Linked DNA regions of Mus musculus: regions 2, 3, 4 and 5 are each linked to region 1. A link is a contact called in public HiChIP or PLAC-seq, capture Hi-C and promoter capture Hi-C data. All regions are on one chromosome and are shown on one strand. Each heading gives the region's core, a stretch centred on a gene start, on an enhancer-like site or on the middle of the called end of the contact. The rest is flanking DNA. Distances are from core to core; before and after follow the strand shown.

Region 1 (2,700 bases), core at 189-2,688:
CTTTCAAGGGGGAACCGCCCACCTACTGAAAGTGGAGGGCTTTTCAGATCCTTAAGGCCCCAGGCTTGGGAGAGGAAGACCAAAAAGGCAAATTCTAGTAACTCTTCAAAGGGTGTGACTGAGCACAGAGACTTTAAGGAGAGACAGACTCTGCTCCTGGAAGGGAAATTCAGGAATCAAGAAAAGGAGCAAATTTATCTCTACAGCATGTCTGCGGAAGCATCTCTCTTGGAGTTACTGCTCGGTCCCAGAGTTCCAGAGAAGCTGCCTGGGAGTGGGCACCCTAGGAACCCCCTGGGGTGAAAGCCTGCTTTAGACAGACGTGATTTGCTGTGCAGCAGTGGGGGTTGGGTGGAGGCTGGCGCTGGCCCAGGTTTACCGGGGCTGGCCGTTAGTTAGGAATGTTTCAGAGCTCACAGGCAAGGAACATAGGCTGAAGTGTAGCTCTACTGAAGCAGTGTGGGTGGGGTGGGGTGGGGTGGGGTGCCATGAATCCTCAGACTTGTGAGGATGATCCAGAAGTAAAAGGACCTAGAGGGCACACCGGTTGGTATTGCTAATCACCTGGCTCCCCTGAGACTGTTCACTCATTCCTGTTCTGAATGTCTTCACATCCCACCGTGTTTCAGACTGGGTGGGGGTGATGAGTCATGTTACTTTTTAGTCTGATTCTCTCCCACACAAAGGTGATCCCAGTGATCTGAAAATGCGTGGGAAAGAAATGCGAGTCCCGGGTGGGCAGCAGGAGGTACAGCGTTTGATAGCCGTGCCCACTGTGCTTCAAAGTAGCCTGAGGAGCTTGGGTAAAACCATGTTGGTCTCATTGTGCCTCGGTTTCCTCATCTGGTCCAGAGAAGTCTAGTGTATTCTAGGCAGCAGGCTGAAGAGCAGAGCAGAGCAGAGCAGAGCAGAGCAGAGCAGAGCAGAGCAGAGCAGAGCAGAGCAGAGCAGAGACGATTGAGTGTGGTGTGTGCGCGCTCTCTGAAAACGTCAGTCTGACTTTGGTGCGTTCTTCCAGCCACGCTAGAAGTGGAGGATGCCTAGGCTCTAAAATTAGTCCAGCTTCCAGGCGAGGCGCCCTTAGCGTCCTCCTGCTGACCGCCGGGTCTCCCTGCCCCCCTTTCCCTCCCCTTCTCTTCGTGTGGCGCTCGGAGATCTCTGGTCATCCCCCACCCCCATCCCCCGGAGGACGCGGCTCTGCGGGAGGGAGGAGAATACAGCGAAGCTAGGGGTTTGGCAGTGCGGCGGCGGCCGCCGCGAAGAAGAACCCGGTACCTCTCCACCGCCAGCAGTAGCGGTGCAAGCTGACTAGAGCAGACGCGAGAACCGCTCCCCCCGGCAGGCTGCGCTGTGATCTGGGCTGCGCGTTGGGACCTCGCTCCCGGGTTCCCCACCCCTCCCGCCGCCATCCTCCTCCGACTCCCCTCCTCCGCCGCCAACCCGCAGCAGTGGCGGCGTCCTGAGCGCCTAGCGCCTCCGCTCGCCGCCCTAGCCTCAGCCGGGAGCACGCGGCGAGCACTGCGGCGGAGGCGGCGGGGTGGCCAGCTCGCCCCTAGACTTGAAAGGAAGACCACGGAGGACTCGTCGGGTGCAGGGGCGCATCGCTGACCAAGGCAAGGGTGCGTGAGGATTTTTAGCATGCTTATTTGGGTGCATGGTGCACTGGCTGGGGTGCACCTTTCTCAGAACAGCCTCAGCAACCTGGTTACAGAGAGGCTGTGATGGGTGCTCCGGAAAGCTAAAGCTCTCAGAGAGAGTGGGGGGAAACTTTTCACCTTGTAAAGTTCCTGCCTGGGCGCTGCCTGGAGCTGTGGTCATTACCGCTACCAGCTGGAACCCAGGGAGACAGCCCTGCGGCAGGAGCCAGGAAATGGCACCGGAGTTGGTTAAGTTTAGGGCTAGCAATAAGAGGAGGGCGATCTTTCGGGTCTGTACATGCAGCTCTGGGTCCTCACTGAGCTTTGGCCGTTGGCTGCAGGTGGATGATATCAGGCGGCGATTCCGCTGGGTAGCTGGCGCTTGCAGCACTCAGTAGGAAGAGGGGCAGATGCCGATGGATGCACTTGCAGGACCCAGAGGCGCAAGTTGGGTGCATGCTAGAGGAGGCTATGAGCGGAGCAAAGAGCCCAGCCTCCACTTCCACGGTGCAGGAAGGGTAGCCTAGAATGTTCGCCTGCCCCTGCATACTATGTCTGAGTCTTGGGTTGTGAAAGGTTCTAAATGACAGCCGACTTTGAACTGGTGCGACAGTTTAGCCGAGAAGCCAGGAAAGGATTTCTGTTGTTTTGACGGGAGATGGACCCGACTGCTTTGGGAGAACGCATGATTTTTGGCGGGCGTCAGAACTGACCGTGCTATTTGAAAAGAGAATAGCGGTAGTCTGATCATCCCAGGGATGCCGAACAGCCCTTGCGGCTCCTCGTGGGCACGTTGAGGGCGCACTGTTCGCCGCCCCGAGTTCTTTCCGGAAGGTGTGGAAAAGAAACCATTGGCTCACCGGAGTGCAGTTGGGGATCTTAGGGAGCTGGCTGGGGGTGACAGAGGTGGACTGGACAGATTTCGCGTGGCGCTTGGTGAGCGAGAGGACTTGACCAGCTGGGGTCGCTGAGCTAAAATGCATCGGGCCGGGCTGGAGAAAGGTGGCGAGCCCGGGTCTTTTTGGCAGTATAATGCGGTCACTGTTTCTCCCCCAGCAGACTC
Region 2 (2,700 bases), core at 159-2,658, 540 kb after region 1:
CACCATTGTATTGGGACCTAGTTATCAGTCTGTGGGTAATTAGTATTTAATACCAACTTGTCTATTCCTAGGGAAGGTGTGAAAACAACCTGTATTTCCACCACAATTGTTGAAAAGTGTTATTGAGTATTGTTTCTTCTAAGTATTAGATGCTCCGTATACACAGCCTGTTCCCATTGCTATGTGTCATGGATGGTTCACTGACACAGATTTTCCCACTCCTATGCACACACATACCATAGAATTGAAAGAGCCATAGGTCTATGAGCTTAACTAGACATCTCAAGATCATGCAGCTGGCACATGATCAGAATTTGAACCTGACTCTGTCATGTAAACATATAATATGAATAATCTTTCTGCAGTAACAGGCCATCTTTAAGTATTCTTCTGACAGAGAATAGAGATCAATATGAACCATCCCATAGACTTCAGGATAGAGCTCCTTAAAAATTCACCTTCCATAGACAATTTTTTAGGACTTTAAAGCCACCTGCCTTTAAGTTGGGCTTTAAGATAGAGTAACTTACAGCTGGTGCTCTCCTTTCAGTGAAAGTGGCCGATTTCTCCAGTAGTTTATTATTCAGAAGTTAGCTTGTGAACAAGGTACCTGAGTTTCCTCTGCTGGTGGCTGGTGGCTGGAAAGCTGTGTAGGAAGAAAAAGAGAACCAGACTGGGTGTGGAAGGCTTGGAGACACAGCAAATTATCTTTATGCCTTACAGATACATAGGAATTCTGGAAAAGTACAGTGGCTCTCAGGTACTGCCAAGGGCTTTGTGAAGGAGCAAAATAAGAATGGTTAGGTCTCTAGAGAACACTTTGTGATAAGATGGAAGCACTTGAGTGTGGCTGTCTATGAATCGCCTCCTTCACCCTACTGACACTGAACTATCTGGGAATCAGGCTGAGATGTTCATGAATAAGCACAACCACTGTATGCTTATCCCTGGCCCCTTTGTCAATGCAATCTTCTTCCTTCCTGGAGAAAATGGAGGTTTTCTCTCCTCTGCTGCTGCCAGCAGCCATGCGTGTGATTGCTCTCCTGCCTTCATTCCCTGCACCTCCTCCACTTTCTCTTAGATTTCAGTGGTTGTGGTCTCAGCCTTTGGTTTTATGACATGCTTCCATCAGCTGGACAGACTATTCACAGGTGTGGAAGTCAGCACTGAGAGCACATGGTCAGGGCCCCTCCCTCTGCAGGCTGGGCCTGACTGTAATTTCACACCCTTCCTTCTTAGACAGTGACCCCAAGGACACACATTCGCTCACTCTTTCAGTTTTTTTCTGTGGAGGAAATGGCCCTCAGAGAATGAGCAAACAAATCAATAAATCTTCTGTTTTGTGCAGTGCTGAGTATGTTGTCTGTGTAAGGTAGTAAATCTTCACTGGATGACATGGTCCCACGGTAGGCTCCTAAGGGAGGCGGTGCCTGGAGCTTGATAACCAAGCAGGCAGGCATGTGGCAGAAAAGAAACCTCTGTGATTCTCTCCTAGTCCTTTTTCAAGACTGTCTCTCCTTTTACACAAAGAATAATGGGCTTACCCTAATGCCTGGTTATCTTTTTTCTCTGTTTTTTTTTCTTTTCAATTTTCAATTTTTATTATTTAATTTTTGAGACAGAGTCTCACTATTTACTCCTGACTTACCTAGAACTCATTCCTTATTCAAGGCTGGACTCAAACTCTTGACAATCCTCCTGTCTCTTCATCCAAGTGCTAGAATTATAATGTGATCCACCATTAAGTATGCTTGGCTATACTTAGTTATCATAAACTAATTCAGCATATGAATTGCTGGTCACCCAGCACCACATATCATGGTCCTTATCTCTGGAATGTTTCATTTCCATACAATACTAAATCCTGAAGCTGGCCATTCACAAGATAAATAAGAAATCTACTATCAGGCCAAACGATTCTAAGGCTAAACTATTACACAGAGGATTAAGAAAACCAATATTGATCCTACCTACAAAAACCTTCATCTAATGCTTTCAAAGTGAAGAAGATAAACTTTGACCCAAAAAGTAGGTATGACCTATCTTCATGTTCCTGTTTCGAGCCATGTTTCCAAAATGGCGGCTGAAATTGATTGTGTCCCTCCTCATTTTGATAAATGTGCTGTCTACTTTCTGTCCTCTAGAGGAACATGACCCAACTGTGTTGTGAGGTGGATTATAAAAACCCATTTGGTTTTATATATTGACTAGAAGGTTGCTTACATGCTAATGTCTGATGTAACATTCATTGTATTACAGTGTTAGACTTTGTTTAACCACATCTTATCTAGTATGAAGACTCTTCCCATCCCAGCAGGGTGGTGCTTTCTGGCCCTGGGTGGATTTCCACCTTCATCACAAAGGGTAGAAAGAGTGTTGCTCAGTGCTGAAAGTGACAGACAGGTGGAACCTGGTTGTGTCTTTGGACCTAGAAACCCATTCAGCCAAAGGCTGGTGTTATCATCTGAAGAGAGTACAATCTCATGACACATCTATGAGGAGGCTGCTAGAGATGGGAAAGAGGATGCTTGCAACTCCAGCCTGTTTTCAGTAGACATTAAATACCGTGGAGAGGGAGGATTTTGTCTGCCAAATGCCTGGTGTTCTAGCTTGGCACTCCCAGCCTGTAATGATTTTTTTTTTAATGTGATGAGAGGTGTAATTTTAACTTCCTTTTTAAAACACTCCTTTATACAGGAA
Region 3 (2,700 bases), core at 42-2,541, 870 kb after region 1:
ATATATATATATGATACATGTACTGATATATACATATATATGTGTATATACTGATATATATATACATATATATCAGTACATGTATCAGTGTGTTGATTTCTATATCATGTGTGCTTTCTATGTCATATATACACATATATTTTTATATGTGTGACTTGTATATAGTACATGTATCTGTGTGATTTCTCTATTGTCTGTATTATGTCATATAAATATATACACATACATATATAATATATATGACTTGTATTGATTTGCATTTCCCTGATGATTAAGGATGTTGAACATTTTTTCAAGTGCTTCTCTGCCATTCGGTATTCCTCAGGTGAGAATTCTTTGTTCAGTTCTGAGCCCCATTTTTTAATGGGGTTATTTGATTTTCTGAAGTCCACCTTCTTGAGTTCTTTATATATGTTGGATATTAGTCCCCTATCTGATTTAGGATAGGTAAAGATCCTTTCCCAATCTGTTGGTGGTCTTTTTGTCTTATTGACGGTGTCTTTTGCCTTGCAGAAACTTTGGAGTTTCATTAGGTCCCATTTGTCGATTCTCGATCTTACAGCACAAGCCATTGCTGTTCTGTTCAGGAATTTTTCCCCTGTGCCCATATCTTCATAATAGTACATGTATAAGTGTATTGTGATTTCTATATTGTGTGTGTATTCTATATCATATATACACATATATGGTATATATATGGTACATACTGTCATTTTCTCAGTGAAATCAACAGGGTCAGACTGAGATTCTGTCATCAATTATGGTTGGAATGTGGCTGAAAGAGGAAAGAATTTGGAATCAGTTACCGAGGACCCGGGTTGGTGCCCACCATTAGAAGCTACTCCCTTGTCCCCAATACAGCCTGATCCACCTAACTGGCAGTTTTCCAAGGACGCAGCGAACTGTGAGGAAGAGAGGGGTTTAAATGGTGCTAATACAGTGACAGTGGAGTGAGCCTAACCAATTCCCAGCTGGAAGTTACTAAGGTGAATTCAAAGGGAAGAGGGTTGAGGCCCAGTCTCTGCGGTGGCGTTCTTGGTGACCCACCGGTTCTCTGGTTGGGCAGTGTCCTCCCGCGTTTCTCTCGCGCCTCTGGGTAGCCGCGGGCCGCAGCTAAGCGGGTTGGGCGGGCTGAGGACTGACCTGGCCGCGCCAGTGCTGGGGAGTTCCCGCTAGAAGGAAGCGGACTGGTGCGGAGGCCGCGTCTCCATGGCAACCCACTGGGAACCAGCCGCCAACTGCGCTGGGCGGGCGGGCACTGCGGGCGGGACCCGCAGCCCAGGCCAGGGCAGACCTCTCCAGACAGCAGTACAGGTAACAGGTGGACTCCCTGTACCCAGGCCCTGTCCCTCCCCTAGGCTGCAGCTAGCAAGGAGATGGCCGGCCGGACTGCTGCTTCCAGCGACCCAGGGAACTGTGCCTCAGTTTCTCTCCTTAATTTGTCTGAACCTTTTGACTTAGCTTTGTCTCCTGTCGCCTCCAGTGTCTGTCTCACTGCTGCAATTCCTGTGGTGGCAAATGGTCTGAAAGGAGGTTCTTCCTCTCCCCTGCCCCCTTCCCTTCCTACTCATCCTGTTCACCTCCCCCTCTTCCACTCTCTTCTTTCTCCCCTTACCCTCTCCTCTCTTGCCTCCTCCTCTTCTTCCTCTTCATCCTCTTCTTTTTTTCCTTCCCTCCCCCCTCCTTCTCGTTCTCAGTTCATATACTTCTTAGGAAGGTTAAGTTCATTTTAACACTTTGTTCATTTATCCTTTTAAATTAGTCCACTAATGGGACAACTTTGTGAGTGTGTGTGTGTGTGTGTGTGTGTGTGTGTGCGCGCGCGCGCACGCGCGAGTGCGTGTGTTGAGGCATGTAGGTGCCAGGGAAGAAGAGGGCATCTGATTGCCCTGGGACTAGGTGGTTTTGAGCTACCTGACCGGTGCTGGGTCCTCTCTATGCACTCTAAGCATGATGACCTCCAACTGCTGGGCCAGTTCTCCAGCTCCTGTTTTTGGACTTCGTACTAAATTTCATGCTCAATCGACTCTTTTAAAAGGTCAAGAAAAACCAATGAAAGAATACACTCAAAGGCAAAGGATAGGCACTCCACTAAGATGCAAACTGTGAGGGCTTCTAGATATCACTTCTCAAACCAGGAATTAGGAACTTTTGCACAAATTAGGCAACTGACACCTAGCTGCCTAGCTGAGTTAAGGAGGTATGCTTGCTGGTTTCATCAAGGCAAAGAAACCCCACCCCCACCCCACCCCCACCCCCACCCCCACCCCCACTGTGGGCCTTCTCTGTTGAAACAACAGCGTCCATGCTCAGAGAACCTATCCTAAATGGCATGCCAACAACAAAAATAACATCTTATATTAATATGTTTAAGCATTTTATAATTCTAAATAATTTCCCTCCTCACAGATTAAATATCAAGAAGTACCAAGCCAGATGTAGACATTTCTTGGCATGGAGAACCAAGCCCATACCACAGCAGGGTAAGTGCTTCAGAAATTCTATCTAATTAGCTCATCTTTGCCCAGAAGTCTGGAGGAAGCGTGAGTTCTGAAGTGAATTGTTAAAAGAAGGATGTATTGGTTTGGGAGGCGGTAAGTAGACTGAAAATCTCAAGTAACTTATGAAGTATCTACTGGTGTAAGTCTTTCTGATGTTGTCTGCACCCTGGAAGACAGCACTTCCTGACTGATACTGTTG
Region 4 (2,700 bases), core at 156-2,655, 630 kb after region 1:
TCTATCATAACGCTAGTTCTGAGTTCTATCAGATAACGAAGATCTATCGCAGATTAATGTTAGATCTCATGGAGTGAGCAAATTACTAAATACTTTTTGTATGCATAGTATTTGGATTATACTGCCTTCTTTTATTTCACTTAATACACATATGCACATGAAGGTGTGTGTGTGTGTGTGTGTGTGTGTGTGTGTGTGTGTGTGTGTGTGTGTGTGTGAACGTGCATGTGTGTGTGTTAGGTACATATGGGTTCCACCCCTGGCATTGTGTGATACTTTGACATTAATCCATGCAGTTGTGTTTACATGCAGTTTTTATCCCAGTGTGTGAAGCTGACTTACCCACCCTTCTGTTAGTGGAGTGTTTTGGGCTTGGGGTGATACACACAAAACTGCTGTGGCAAATGTGGGATAAATGGTGTGGAAAGGATAGCCTTTGATTTTCATGTTGATGCAGTTTCATTATGAATTTCTGCTTAATCTCAACTGTGTGTCCTTTGATGGTGAACATAGGATTAACTATATAAGGCAGGCACAGGCACCTATCTTAAAACCCCACTCCATTTGCCTTGGGGCAATATGAGATCCCCTTTTCAGTCTCTTGATAAACTCAGGTTTCCTGGTCAGCTGGTGTTAGTGGTTCTAGTGGGGCCAACATAAGCAGCACAAGCGAGATCAGGGAACATTATATGTACCCAGTGGTCAAATTTCTTTCTATCCTGTGCTCATGCTTCTCTGATCTTCTTGCCCCTTCCCCAAGCCCACATTATGATAACCTCCACCATGGACCATGAACCCATATAAGCACCATTCTTAAACCAATATCCACACATGTATTTTTTAAAAGTGTTTGTTTTCCAGCACTAACCTCACGGTCATTCACAATACACAACATGTAGCTGCTGGATACCTTCCCTGTCACCTACCAGAGTTCAGCACTGTTGGCTTCATAGATTTGGGGTTGATCCTCACTCCTCAGGAGTCACCTGCTCTTTAGAGCAGCAGCGCCTAGCAGGGGTGGGGGGGTCTCAAACCCCATCCTTCTGATGATCAGACAACTCTAACCAGTACCTGCTCCAGTCCGCAAAGAAGGGTGCTCCCAAATGAACACAGCTTCTCCACGTAGTAAAAGATCTACCTATCCCTGGTTTTTAGGGGCACAGACCTTATCAACTAGGCCACCTAAAGTGGGTCAGACACTGGTAGGCATTCTAAGATGGGCCAGCACTGGCTGATCTCCGGCAATCGCGCAGAGACGCAGAGACGCTGTAGCGCTGTTCTTGAGCGTGCCACTGAGGGACGCGTTCTTCTCTACAGCACCTGAGTCCCAGTCCCTGTCTGGACCTTTTATTTCTCTCCGCCCCTCTGCCCACGTTCAATTAATTGTCTCCTCTAGGTCCCTCCCCGCAGCCTCTTCTTAACACTCACTGGGCGGGGAGGGGACAGCGGGAGCGCCCCAAGCAGTGCGCACCTTGTGCATCTATCCCAGGCAGCGTCGAGATGCCTGAGAACAGCTCAATCCCTAACTGCTGTGAGGCCAGCGGGCTGGCAGCGCGCCCTAGTTGGTCTGGGTCAGCCGGAGCCAGGCCCCCTGTGACTGCCCGGGCCCCCTGGGTGGCTCCCATGCTATCTACAGTAGTCGTCGTCACCACAGCCGTGGACTTCGTGGGGAACCTGCTTGTCATCCTCTCAGTGCTCAGGAACCGCAAGCTGCGGAACGCAGGTGAGTGTAAGCTTCCTTGACACTGAGATCCCACCATACCTTGCCACTGGTTCGAACTCCGAACCTTAGATCCTTAACACCTCCTCACACACCTGTCACCCACATGTCCCTGTTCTGTCCTCAGTGGCAGGTGTCACATTCATTCATCCAATCCCAGACTTTGGTTCTTTGAAGAAGTTAGAGGAAGTTCTGGTTTCCTCCTGCGAAGTTAGTCTGGAAGCTGCCCAGGACACACTTGACACATTAATGCCAATATGAATGAGCCAGGCTTCTCTTGAGCACTCATTTGTGGCAGGCTGCGAGAGCTGTAGAGATACACACTGCAGCTACCTATGGCGTTTCAACTGTTTCTGCTAGACGGAGCGCCTTCGGCCATAGACGCTCCTGACCTGTTACAGACTGCCTCTCTCTACCTGCCAAGCTGACTTCATACACTAGGTAATTTAAAGACCCTTGCTGGCAGAACGACCGTACACTGTATGGACGTGAGCAATGGATGGATGCCAGGATTCTGCTAAGCTTTATGTCAAAAATTCATCTAGTCACTAGAAGATCCAATTCCAAGTGAGAGTGTAGTTTAGACATTGCAGGCGCGACTTCTATCAACACCAGCTTTTCTGAATGAAGACAGGGAAATTGTGGGACGCACTGTGAGAATCTAAGCAATGATTTGGCTAAATTATGTGTCAATTCTTAAAATGCTTTTTCTTTCCAATCTATTCTCATTTCAATTTTTCCCTGAAGGGTAACAAGGCCAGAGGCAGGGGTGTATAAGGTCACCTCCTGATGGGGTGCTGCAGTGTGTGACCAGGTGAGCCTGAGAGGGCCCTCAGTGACACACTGATTCTTATCAATTCTTATTAATTCTTATCAATTCTTATTAATTTTGTCATTCTTACCTTGCATGTCAGGACCAACTAAAATGGAAATGGTGTGAAAATTAACAACGGGAAAGCTTTAAACTGCCTTTCTAAGAT
Region 5 (2,700 bases), core at 8-2,507, 780 kb after region 1:
GCCACAAAAGCCTGACAAGCTGAAGTCAAGCCCCAGGGCCATGTAAAGCAGAGGGAGTACCCTTGCCACAGAGTTGTCCTCTCCTTCACAGGTGTGCTGTGTCACAGGTGTGCCACACACATACATCATATACACACAGACAATGATACGCATTAAAAAGAAAAAAGGAAGCACTCATCCCTCCATACCCACAAGTCCTCGTGTGTGGCCTAACCAATTGCATATGGAAAATTTATGAAAAAAAACATGTCTGTGTTGACTACAACTTTATTTTTCATGTTATTATCTGGTAAACAGTATAGAATAATAATGTGCATGGTACTTAGACTGTCTGAAAGATTACTATAGCATCTGAAAGGTTGTGCAGAGGTTTCATCATTTTATGTGAGGGGCTTAAGCACTGGTAGATACCTATGGGGATCCTGAGACCAATTCTCTAGGCACACTAAGGGACATCTGGGACCAGATCCTGACTCATGTAAGTATAGAAAATGCTAGCCAGTCCCATGGTCATTATCTCAGCTGTGTCTATACAGTAGAAGGAAATACAACCTCGAGATGCAAAGCACAATAGGTACAGGAGACAAAGATGCCATAAGCATACGTGAGACTTTACAATTAATCAAATAGACTTAATGAGTCCACATTTACCTCTGACATAGAAAGTGACTGCAACGTACCAATATGTGCATACAGTGGACGGAAATAATTCCTATAAACACAAGGCTGATTGGTCCAAGCTGTGAAGAAAAAAATATGAAGATTTAAACATTCATTTTTAAAAACTGAGTCAACTTACAAGCAATGAGTCAATGAGCAATTTATTTACAAGGAAAAAATTGTTGGATTCATTGACTAAATCTTCACAGGCATGAAAACATTAGTGTAGAGAAATTATTCCGGGTGATAATTTAGACAATGATGCTACCTTGCTGACTTTGCAGCTGAAGCCTCTGTTACAGAGTACAGACAATCAACAAAGGATACAAAATACAACGTCTATTTACAACAGGCCAGATCTACGGCATCCATGTCTCACAGGCACGATACACACTTGCACCCTTATCTAGACAAAAGAAATTCATTATCCTTCTATAGGCCACTCTTGGAGAACCTGGACATGTGCCAGGAACAGCAATTGGGAAATAATAAGTGGTTCATGGGAAGTTTCAGGTTTGCACTTGCCATACTCAGTGGTGCCTGGGTTACAGCAGGGAAACAGAACCAGGCAAAGCTTACCTAGACAATCAAAGCGCCAGAGTTAATTTACATACAGGACTGTTAAACACAGTGGGGGAAGGGGACAGCTACAATCTCTATGGAAACCAATCCATTTTAAAACAATTATATCCAATTTTCTTCCTCCGTGAATCTGCCTCAACAAGGTTCTCAAATGCAGTCATTATAGTAGCTGTCTCTCACACCCTTTGATATCTGTCTTTAAAGACATTGCTACTCATTTCAACTATTTTCCTTAGATATAAATGCTGCATACAAACTTATGCTGATTCTAAGATACTAAAGAAATTACACTATAATAAAAGCAATCCATTCCTTAATACATTAGTCACTATGGGTACATGGCTTAAGCCCCTGATCACCCTCCACCCCCCCCCCAAAATGAGACAAAACCATTTTCAAAAAAAACTTGTGAAGGTTGTTGCTGTTAAATATTAAAATAAGTAACCACATAGAAATGAAAGCAGTAAATATCACTCTGAGATAGGTACCATAATTACAGTTCACATACCTATCAGGACAATATCCAATGGCCACCTACACGTCACCCGACCAGGTTATATTAGATCAGGCTACATGGTACCTAGAAGTTATCTTTGCAGACAAGCAAGTGTATCTGCAGTGGGGAGCATGACAGGCTTACCACGATGCCCGCGTTCTTTATAGCCAAGGGGAGCCCTAAAAGGCCAGTCCCGATGTTCCCCTTGAGAAGATGCACCAAGGTCTGCAGGAACCTGGGAAGTGAAAATCCTAAGTTACGATTTAAGCATTCAACCTAGGGACCCACACACCAAAGAATAGTTCCCATCCCAGCAGCAGCACCAAGTCACCCGAGGCTCCATCACCCTAGGCTCCAGTCCTGCCTACACTCACAGAAACAAGCACAGAGATTTATTGTGGAAATCAAATGAAATGTTTAGTGAAAGTGTTGTGCACATAAAATAGCAAGTTTCTCATAGGATACTTTGCTGCTGTGGTGTCAAGAATACTCAAGGTCTGACTGGTAAAATATAACAACTTGTATTGTCTAATTACAGTATTAAACATTTGATCTGTGATTGTCACCCTAAATGGAGGTTATAGACAAAAAATATATATATACAAGCTTTAAAGCTCTTCGCAGGTAAAATAACAATTTATATTATCATGAGCTCCCTCAAGACTTGGCCATGGAAGTTTCTACTTCACTGGAGTTGAAGTGACCAAGAAGAAACAAACTAAAATTAAGAAGACTACAAAATTCAAACTTAAGAAACAAGAATATCTGCCTAGAATTACTTGTTCGGGGGGTGTTTATTTGTTTATACTCTTGATCAAGTTTCAGGTGACTGTGCTTAATCATTAAATGACTATTAAGAAGGCAATGATCATAAGATAAAGAGAGAGGCTTTTAACATTCCACCTGTAGCCTGTCCTCAGGCTGCACACCCATTCCCCACTCCCTCGAGCTCCCTCCCTCTT

Evidence for each region. Promoter capture Hi-C pulls out the DNA fragments that hold promoters and counts their contacts. HiChIP or PLAC-seq counts read pairs in DNA pulled down with a chosen protein or histone mark. Capture Hi-C pulls out chosen DNA fragments and counts their contacts.
Region 2: a contact with region 1 is called in an H3K4me3 HiChIP or PLAC-seq map of neural tube, with 5 times the contacts expected there. The contact joins the enhancer-like site here to the promoter of Fat3 in region 1. A contact is called at or near these places in 5 of 484 Hi-C or Micro-C datasets (bone marrow-derived macrophages, cerebellar granule neurons, nephron progenitors and 1 more), 19 of 115 datasets of contacts at active chromatin or transcription factors (SST interneurons, astrocytes, bone marrow-derived macrophages and 13 more) and 1 of 9 other capture datasets (adipose tissue).
Region 3: a promoter capture Hi-C map of embryonic stem cells shows a contact between it and region 1, with 4 times the contacts expected there. The contact joins the promoter of Deup1 here to the promoter of Fat3 in region 1. A contact is called at or near these places in 1 of 39 promoter capture datasets (embryonic stem cells) and 1 of 9 other capture datasets (macrophages).
Region 4: a contact with region 1 is called in a capture Hi-C map of macrophages, with 8 times the contacts expected there. The contact joins the promoter of Mtnr1b here to the promoter of Fat3 in region 1. A contact is called at or near these places in 6 of 39 promoter capture datasets (embryonic stem cells, hippocampal neurons, liver and 2 more), 3 of 484 Hi-C or Micro-C datasets (bone marrow-derived macrophages and trophoblast stem cells), 15 of 115 datasets of contacts at active chromatin or transcription factors (bone marrow-derived macrophages, craniofacial prominence, differentiating embryonic stem cells and 10 more) and 4 of 9 other capture datasets (adipose tissue, liver, macrophages and 1 more).
Region 5: an H3K4me3 HiChIP or PLAC-seq map of embryonic forebrain shows a contact between it and region 1, with 5 times the contacts expected there. The contact joins the enhancer-like site here to the promoter of Fat3 in region 1. A contact is called at or near these places in 1 of 39 promoter capture datasets (hippocampal neurons), 5 of 484 Hi-C or Micro-C datasets (bone marrow-derived macrophages, cerebral cortex, cortical neurons and 1 more) and 15 of 115 datasets of contacts at active chromatin or transcription factors (SST interneurons, VIP interneurons, astrocytes and 10 more).

What each region holds. Positions count from the first base shown.
Region 1 is chr9:16,500,792-16,503,491 of GRCm38.p6, reverse strand. Fat3 (FAT atypical cadherin 3) reads left to right here and starts at 1,438. Exons shown (of 26, transcript NM_001080814.2): 1 at 1,438-1,619.
Region 2 is chr9:15,962,964-15,965,663 of GRCm38.p6, reverse strand. Fat3 (FAT atypical cadherin 3) reads left to right here. Exons shown (of 26, transcript NM_001080814.2): 18 at 2,698-2,700. Among named protein-coding and RNA genes, the nearest start is that of Mtnr1b, 90 kb to the right of the region's middle. Within about 2 kb of position 1,408, at least 13 of the 459 cell types and tissues checked have an H3K27ac peak or open chromatin away from gene starts, as enhancers often do. A contact at or near this core is called in neural tube, where this site is marked.
Region 3 is chr9:15,626,437-15,629,136 of GRCm38.p6, reverse strand. Deup1 (deuterosome assembly protein 1) reads left to right here and starts at 1,291. Exons shown (of 14, transcript NM_001373917.1): 1 at 1,291-1,314; 2 at 2,410-2,483. The coding sequence starts at 2,455. It overlaps 4930540M03Rik (RIKEN cDNA 4930540M03 gene), which reads right to left. Exons shown (of 5, transcript NR_040746.1): 3 at 708-775.
Region 4 is chr9:15,873,261-15,875,960 of GRCm38.p6, reverse strand. Mtnr1b (melatonin receptor 1B) reads left to right here and starts at 1,405. Exons shown (of 2, transcript NM_145712.2): 1 at 1,405-1,723. The coding sequence starts at 1,501.
Region 5 is chr9:15,719,973-15,722,672 of GRCm38.p6, reverse strand. Slc36a4 (solute carrier family 36 (proton/amino acid symporter), member 4) reads right to left here. Exons shown (of 11, transcript NM_172289.5): 3 at 1,883-1,973; 4 at 652-740. Among named protein-coding and RNA genes, the nearest start is that of Slc36a4, 12 kb to the right of the region's middle. Within about 2 kb of position 1,257, at least 10 of the 459 cell types and tissues checked have an H3K27ac peak or open chromatin away from gene starts, as enhancers often do. A contact at or near this core is called in cortical neurons and embryonic forebrain, where this site is marked.